Regions from separate parts of the Ovis aries genome. Here region 1 is linked to region 2. The links are chromatin contacts, called in public Hi-C maps. All regions are on one chromosome and are shown on one strand. The core of a region is the stretch at or near the end of the contact, and the rest is flanking DNA. Distances in the headings are between cores, read along the strand shown. Region 1 holds the start of VIM (vimentin). Region 2 overlaps CUBN (cubilin).

Region 1 (4,411 bases), core at 919-3,418, 170 kb before region 2:
TGGGCCAGATATTAGATAACGGGGGTGTTAGCAAATACTTGTGTCCAATTAGAACAGTGCTTGCATCATTACATATTCAATAAGAATGTAGCCTGTTGCAAAGCGTCTCCAGGAACACAAAGACTCCTATTCTTTCTGACCAGAGCCACCACACTTGCCAGAATGTCTGTATCTACATTCCATAGTGAAGTCCGTAGAAACCATTAATACCTTTCAGCCAAGGGGACAGATGGCTCCTTTTCATCCTTATTAGATCACAAATTAGTTGTGCATAGCGATACTTCTGTCTAACCTTGGGGCCACAATAGAACTTGCCGGCAAGAAAATAAAATTTCTGGCTCCACTAAGTTTCTTATCCTCCCATCCATTTCACATCTAAAACTACAGGGCAGAATTGTGCTTTTTGTGGCCTTGTAAAAGGTAGTCAACTTTGGCAAAACCGCAACCTAAATCAAACTGTAACTCTTCAAAATCAAAATATCAACGTGTTGCAAACACGAAACGGAAAAAAAAATGATTTCTTGGGAAAAGAATCTTGAAACAAATTAAAAAATGTTAAAGACCATGTCCTACGGAACGGTTTAATCATTCAAGGGCTTTTATCCAGAACTGCGGTCTCTCTGCCACTAGGGGGCTTGGCGCGCAGACGTGAAGTTTTGTATGATTCAGACTTGGGTTAAGAAACTTTTAGAATTGCTCGTGGGTTGGGCGGGAGGGTGGCGTCCCGTGGCTTCGAGTAGGAACGGAATCTACCAACCTGTCTGAAAGACTGCAGAGTGCTCTCGGCTTCCTCTCTCTGAAGCATCTCCTCCTGCAACCTGAAACAGTTTCAGATTAACCACAGGGGAACCGGGAAACCGCCAGGGGCGGGGCGACCACACCCAAACACCCAGTCGTGGCGCAGAGACCCAAGGGTTGCTGCGCCACCTCCGCGCTCAATTAGCGACCGCGGCTTAGACCTGCTGTCCTAGGCAAGTTTAAGCGGGACCTTGGCCTCTGCGTGGAAAAGCAATCACTGTCGCCACCCCGACCTGCGAGACGCCCGCCACCACCTCACCGCGGAGACTCTACAATCCCTTTGTCTCGCTCTCTCCACGGCCCGTTGGCTGGCAGCCAGCCAGAGGGGGACAGGAAACTTTCTCAAAGTTTGGGGAAATCGCGTTCATCCTTTTCTAGGGCCTTAGCAGCAGCAGCAGCAGCAGAGTACACAGTGGTAGTTTTTAAAAGTCTGCAACTTGAAACGTGCGTTCTTGGGCAATGAGTCGGGGTAGAGGGAAAATGCTAACTTGGAAGATTCTGGTTCAGGGCGGGGCCCGCACCGCTTAAGCCACAACCCTGCTCCCCCGCTGTCCCCCACCCCCACCCCCGGCAGCCGCCGCCCGGGCCACATCCCCAAGGGCGTGGCAGCTCCGGTATCCACTTCATCCCTCCCTCAGCCCCGCGTGGGCGCCGCCTTACTTCTCCCGGAGCCTCATGATGTCTTCGGCCAGGTTGTCGCGCTCCACCTCGACGCGGGCCTTGTCGTTGGTGAGCTGGTCCACCTGCCGGCGCAGCTCTCGCATCTCCTCCTCGTAGAGGTCCCCCAGGCGCGACTTGCCCTGTCCCTTGAGCTGCTCGAGCTCAGCCAGCAGGATCTTGTTCTGCTGCTCCAGGAAGCGCACCTTGTCGATGTAGTTGGCGAAGCGGTCATTGAGCTCCTGCAGCTCCACCTTCTCGTTGGTGCGGGTGTTCTTGAACTCGGTGTTGATGGCGTCGGCCAACGAGAAGTCCACCGAGTCCTGCAGCAGCCGCACGCCGGGCACGCCGCTCCGCAGGCGCACAGCCGAGGAGCGCGTGGCGTACACGCCACCCGGGGACGAGGTGTAGAGGGTGCGGCTGGTGGAGGGGCGCAGCGCACTGCCCAGGCTGTAGGTGCGGGTGGACGTGGTCACGTAGCTCCGGGTGGAGCTCGGCCGGCTCGCGGTGCCTGGGCCGCCGAACATCCTGCGGTAGGAGGACGAGGACACGGACCTGGTGGACATGGCTGCAGAGGGTGGCGGTGGACTGGGCGACTGCGGTAGCACGGACTGGCTCCGGGAGAAGAGGCGAGCGCGAGGGCGCGGTGGGTGTGGGCAGAGGGAGCGGTGCTGCGTCTCTGGCGCGGGGAGCCCGGAGCGAGAGTGGCAGAGGACCGGACCCCGCGCGGGGCGCAGTTTTTATAACCGCGTTAGGTAAGAGGGTTCCCTCCCACTGCCATCCCGGCGACGGAGTGCGCCAGCCAATGGGGAAGGCTGGGCGGGGGGTTGGGGCGGGGGCGCCCCGGAGCCGTCCTCCTCCCCCATCTTCCCCAACGGGGACTGAGCACAGCCCCGTTACTTCTTAGCTGGGCTGGGACTTTCAGGGGCTTTCCTGATGGTGGCCCGAGCTCTGCTCACCTCTGGGTGCTGATAAAGGAGGGGTCGCGCAGTGGTGCAGGGGGAACCCGCCAGGACTGGACCAGAGGGGTCCCGGGCTCCGCGCCAAAGAGCTGTAGGAGGAGGCGCGCGGGTGGGAGGGGCGCGCCGCAGCTGGGTTGCGCTTTACTGGGAGAGAGAGGATGCGGAGCCCCGCGGGCCAAGAAGCAGGAGGAGGGGGAGTGCAGGATCCCGCAGAACTGGAGGCGTGGAGAAAGAAACAAAGAGGGCCTGAGATTAGAGCGCGAGGTGGGGGCGCGCACAGCTCTGGACGCAGGGCTTGGGCCCCGCGCAGGAGTGTGTGCACAGCCCGCTTCGAAAGAGGATCTGATGCGGACCCCGTCTCTCTTCGTCCTCTTGTCTTGGGAATTCCTGTTCAGGGACCTAACGGACTGGGTCCCCTTTGGACGGTGCGCGCTTCGAGGCGGCGGCCGAGGAAAGCCTGGGGGAGAAGGGTGGGGTCGCTGAGTCACTGGCACTGAGTCACTGCACCCGGCTGTCCCGCCGAAGGCTCCTAGCGGTACAGGGAAACCGTTAGACGAGATTGACTCCAGCCTCCCCGGGCCTGCGCGCACAGTTTGTCGAAGTTTAACACAACTTCGAGCTGGGCCTCAGCTTTCTCGTGGGCAGTTCGCCTGCGTGAAGACTAGCGCGCGCCTGAGTTCTTAAGAACCCGACAAAGCCAGATTTTGCTCCGATATGCAGGCTTCTCTGTAGTAAGAAACTTCTGCACACATTCTATAAGCGCCGAACGCGGGTCTGGGGCATCACAAATGCACTCCGGGGAGGTTCTTGCCAAGTTCCCCCTCACTCTTCTCCCTGGTCCCCTCTCGGCCTCCCCCTCCCCCCATAAAACCACACCCGACTTTTAACAGGATCTGGAAGTTTGGGGTGAAGGAGGAAGCTCTGCGTCCGCAGCTGCACAATCAAATTGATCTCTGGTTTTTCTGCTGTTGCGGAAGTCATTCAAGGTATAAACCTGCGCTAATTATAAGAATGAATTAGGTGATACTTTAAATGTTTAATTTGGTGAATGAAAGGCAGTTAGTTGATTAAATGATTAGTTAGAAAGGCAGCTAGTTAGCCTCAGATGATAGAATGTTTGCAGGGACTGATGCATTCTGCAGGATTCTGGTGTCTTGTCGGGGAAAAGTCACTGGTCCGTTGGTCGATTTTCCAGAATTCCTGCAGTTGGACTTAAAGTGAGAGAAACAAAATTGAATACGGGGCAAAATGTTTTAGTGTAGGGTGCCAAGGGAGTGTTCAGACTCTTAACACCAAAACCTTTTTAGATAAATCCCTCAACTAGGTTTTTGTTGTAATGTTAGTAACAGGAAGAACAGAATGGTTACCCCCAAAGAGAGACAAAGAAAATCCAAAACAGTCTTTTAGTGATACCTACAGCAATTTAAAATTCAGAGGTTTTTTGTTTGTTTATATTTACAAGACTGAAGGAGTATTGAAAGGATTAACCCCCAAACCACTGTTAAAATAAAAGCCTCTTGATTCTGTAGTGAATGGAGAGGGGGGTAGGATAGGAAGAGGTAAATCCTTTTCTCTGATTTTTGTTTGTTTTGAAAGGGGAGTACTGAAGGTTACCTGGCATTTAAGAAAAATAGTTTAGAACCAAATGAAGGGTTTATTTCTGTAGAAGCCTCTTTTAGGCAATATTTTGTTTACCACATTTCAGTTCTGGCAAATGGAGCCAACAAGCTTGAGCAGCAGCTCCCCTGTTGAGGACATCCTTAACTCTCTCCTTCTCTGGAAGGCTGCGGGTCCCTCTTGAGCATTCCTGGGGCATGGCGCTCTGGCAGACCCACTCAGGCAGACCCGCTCAGGCTCCGTGTTACCCTCTTGCTCTCTGAGAGCCCTTTATTCAAGCCACTGCTCAACAAATGTCACCATTGTGAGTTTGCACGGAACCTTAGGATGAGAAAAAAGCCATCTCCCTCTGGGGGAAGGGAGGGTGAATCTTACTC
Region 2 (4,357 bases), core at 781-3,280:
GTTGGATCTCCTTGCAGTCCAAGGGACTCTCAAGAGTCTTCTCCAACACCACAGTTCAAACGCATCAATTCTTCGGCACTCAGCCTTCTTCACAGTCCAACTCTCACATCCATACATGACCACAGGAAAAACCATAGCCTTGACTAGACGGACCTTAGTCAGCAAAGTAATGTCTCTGCTTTTGAATATACTATCTAGGTTGGTCATAACTTTTCTTCCAAGGAGTAAGTGTATTTTAATTTCATGGCTGCAGTCACCATCTGCAGTGATTTTGGAGCCCCCCAAAATAAAGTCTGACACTGTTTCCACTGTTTCCCCATCTATTTGCCATGAAGTGATGGGACCGGATGCCATGATCTTCATTTTCTGAATGTTGAGCTTTAAGCCAACTTGTTCACTCTCCTCTTTCACTTTCATCAAGAGGCTTTTTAGTTCCTCTTCACTTTCTGCCATAAGGGTGGTGTCATCTGCATATCTGAGGTTATTGATATTTCTCCCGGCAATCTTGGTTCCAGCTTGTGTTTCTTCCAGTCCAGCGTTTCTCATGATGTACTCTACATAGAAATTAAATAAGCAGGGTGACAATATACAGCCTTGACGTACTCTTTTTCCTATTTGGAACCAGTCTGTTGTTCCATGTCCAGTTCTAACTGTTGCTTCCTGACCTGCATACAGATTTCTCAAGAGGCAGGTTAGGTGGTCTGGTATTCCCATCTCTTTCAGAATTTTCCACAGTTTATTGTGATCCACACAGTCAAAGGCTTTGGCATAGTCAATAAAGCAGAAATAGATGTTTTCTGGAACTCTCTTGCTTTTTCCATGAGTGGGAATAGATGCTGGGAAAGATTGAAGGCAGGAGAAGAAGGGGACAACAGAGGATAAGATGGTTGTATGGCATCACTGACTCAATGGACATAAGTTTGAATAAACTCCAGGAGTTGGTGATGGACAGAGAGGCCTGACAGGCTGCAGTTCATGGGGTCACAAAGAGTCAGACACGACTGAGTGACTGAACTGAACTAAACTGAGATGTATTTCTAAGAATCCCAAATCTTCTCATTTTGTAATTCCAGATTTCTTGTTGCCATGTGAATATGTCCTTTAAACATAGATTAAAATGTCAATCTCTATTATGCCTCTTTCCCATGTAGTGTGGTTTGGAAAGACTTTGTGTTCAGTAAGAAAGCTCCATAAATGTTTATTTGAGAATAAAATTTAACTGCAAAGGATCATAAATGTGGTATTGCCACATTCAGTATAGCATATCTGTCTTCTTTTAAAACAAGAAACGCACATTTATACTTTAATTTGTGGACTTATATCACTCTCTCAGCTAAAGTTTCCACTTCTAAAAATGTATATTACCCATGGGTAATGTGATGTGGCTCGTAACAAAAGAATAAGTACAGTAAGAATAGATCAACTGTTAGTCCTCCTGTTTTGTTAAGAGAGCTTTTAAATTGCAGAGACTAGTTCAACAAATGTGACAGAACTATCTTTCCAGAATAAAAAGCAGCACCTAATTAATATTCCATAAGTGATGTAAGTCATCAGAAGTCTGAGTGAAGGACACATAAGGTAGTAATGAAAGTTCAATTTTAATCCCAGAGAATGCAAGTACTAGGCTGAATAATAATCTCAGAAGCTTGTGTGATGCTGCCGGCAGGGCTTGAAATGGGGTATGGAAGGAAATGAATACAACTGTTCACCTCACTAGATCTCCTTGACCCATCCCACATCATCTGTTCCCTCCCCACCAAGACAGGAAAGGGAAGGGGGAGGAGAGGAGCCTTCTGGGGAAACAGGAGGCCTCTGGGGAAGTTGTTCCTTCTTAGAAGAAGAAAGAAAAATAAAAACAAACTATGATTAATAAGACAGGGAGAAGTAAGTAGCACTAAATTTGGCTTCTGAAATCTAGGGCATGGGTACCCATTCTACAAGTCTCACTGATTGACAGATTAATCATATTTTAGACCTCTTGCCAATCCCAGCAAATCACAATGCAGAAATTGTACATCTCTGTATAATGAGATGCAAGTAGAAATAACTGCTAAAAGATTTAAATGTCTGACTTCTTGAAAAGCTGTAAACACTCTCCTGAGTAATTACTGGGTTAAGGAAGGAAATAGAAAGTGAAATGAAAGACAATGTAGAAAGTAAAAAGAAAGTGCTACATATCAAAATAAGGTAAAATCTTTAAGATTTTAAAGAAATAATAAAATTAATGGGGAAGGGGGAAAGTGCAGTCAGCTGGAACACTGAAGACCGGTCTTCCCTCTGAACCCCTCATCACCTCCTCCCTCCCTCCTTCCTCTCCTCCACTCCCACTGCTCCCGGCTGGGCCCTGCACAGATCTCCCCACTCCCCACAGGTCTTGGGATGACTTCAGATTCACAGAGGACCTCTTTTTGCTCTTTGTCAGGCAGCAGAGCTGTTCAGCTCCAGCCTCAGAATTGGGTGAGGGAGGTCCGTGACTTCCCGTCTGCCTCAGTTCACTGAGTACGCTCAAAGGGATGTGTTGGTCAGAGCCTCATGACTGTGGTGATTCACAGAAAAGTCCTTAAGGACGTAAACCCAAATGGCAGAGAAAGAGTAAGACCTCTGACAAATGAAGCTGGAATGCAGCTGCAGCAAGCAGATACACCAGAGTAGCACCATTTTCTAGTGAAGCACAGGTTGAAATCAATTTTAGTTCAAAGAAGTGTCTTTCCAGAGAATGGCAGAAAGAAAGAGGACATCAGGCGATGTCCAGTAACTTGCATTCTTAGCATATTGGATTTGGAGTTTTGGCAGAGACTAGAAACATTTGGCTGGTTTCTTAGCACTTTTGTTGTCAGCACAGTTTTTCCAAAATTGCTTTGTCATCCTGATGCTTTTTAATGAAGTGATAAAATATACTATTGTTCAGGTGAAAACAGTTCTACCCATTGGCATGGTGGGAGCCAGGGAATAGACTGAGATGGTAGAACCACCTAGGTTTGGAGTTTCAAGGGATTGTATGGCATAAATCCTTCCTGTGTGTAGAGGAGTTGTGTGCTTATGTGGAGATCACAAACCCCATGGAACTAGTGAGATGGAGAGCAGTGAGTGAGAAGAGGAGCTATGGAAATCAAGATCATCAAGAAAACTCCAGGGGCTTTCCTGGTGACTCAGTGGTAAAGAATTCTCCTGCCAATGAAGGAGATGTGGGTTAGATCCCTGATTCAGAAATACCCCACATGCCACAGAGCAGTAAGCCAATGAGCCACAGCTATTGAGCCTGTGCTCTGCTGCTACTAAGTCGCTTCAGTCGTGTCCGACTCTGTGCAACCCCACAGACGGCAGCCCACCAGGCTCCCCTGTCCCTGGGATTCTCCAGGCAAGAATACTGGAGTGGGTTGCCATTTCCTTCTCCAATGCATGAAAGTGAAAAGTGAAAGTGAAGTTGCTCAGTCATGTCCGACTCTTTGCGACCCCATGGACTACAGCCTACCAGGTTCCTCTGTCCATGGGATTTTCCAGGCAAGAGGACTGGAGTGGGGTGCCATCACCTTCTCTGGAGCCTGTGCTCTAGAGCCTGGGAACCACAACTAGTGAGCCCACGTGTCCTAGAGCCTGTGCTCCACAACAAGAAAAGCCACTTCCATGAGAAGCCTGTCCACTGCAACTAGAGAGTAGCCCCTGCTTGCAACAACTAGAGAAAGCCCAGATGCATCAACAAAGACCCAGCACAGTCAATAATAAAAAAGGAAGGAAGAAAGAGAAAGAAAAAGAAAGAAAGCTCCAAACTATTGGAGCACATCAAGAGGATGGCCAGCACTCTCTGGTATAAATGGAACAATATGGCATGGAAACATGAGAAAGGACTTTGACTCTCTGTTTCACTAAAGGCAAGATATTTAACATCAGTTAAACTCAACTTCTTCATCCATAATAGGAACAGTAATACTATTCTTTATAGAATAATTAGAAGAGGTCATTCACTCACTTATCTATTCATTCTCTGCATGGTTAATCAAACAACATTCATCCCAGGTTCTGTGTTGGGGATGGGTGTATAAAGCACAGAGATATTAAACATGCAAGCATACAATTACATACTTTCAAGGTGGGAAAAGTATCATGAAGGAAAGAAATATATGAGTGAAAATAACAGGACTGATGCCTTTAGTTGAATGTTAGAGGTAGCTTCCCTAAGGATGTCACATTTTGAGTTTGAAGATGAGAAGGGATTAGAAATGCAAAGATCTAGGAGAAGGAGGAACTAAGAAAAAAAAACATGACAAATATGAAGAATTGAAAATAGACTATGTGGCTAGAATCAACAGAGGTGATGTAGAGAGAAACAGGAGTTACACAGGAACTAAATTTTGTAGGG

Evidence for each region. A called contact is a pair of places that touch in the nucleus more often than the background predicts.
Region 1: a Hi-C map of omental adipose tissue shows a contact between it and region 2, with 1.7 times the contacts expected there. The contact joins the promoter of VIM here to the enhancer-like site in region 2. A contact is called at or near these places in 2 of 16 Hi-C or Micro-C datasets (omental adipose tissue and skin fibroblasts).

What each region holds. Positions count from the first base shown.
Region 1 is chr13:31,053,883-31,058,293 of ARS-UI_Ramb_v3.0, reverse strand. It overlaps VIM (vimentin), which reads right to left and starts at 2,168. Exons shown (of 9, transcript XM_004014247.6): 1 at 1,459-2,168; 2 at 758-818. The coding sequence starts at 2,021. It overlaps TRDMT1 (tRNA aspartic acid methyltransferase 1), which reads left to right and starts at 3,321. Exons shown (of 12, transcript XM_042230590.2): 1 at 3,321-3,403.
Region 2 is chr13:30,888,429-30,892,785 of ARS-UI_Ramb_v3.0, reverse strand. All of the region lies in intron 17 of CUBN (cubilin), which reads left to right. Among named protein-coding and RNA genes, the nearest start is that of CUBN, 45 kb to the left of the region's middle. Within about 2 kb of position 2,030, at least 4 of the 54 cell types and tissues checked have an H3K27ac peak or open chromatin away from gene starts, as enhancers often do.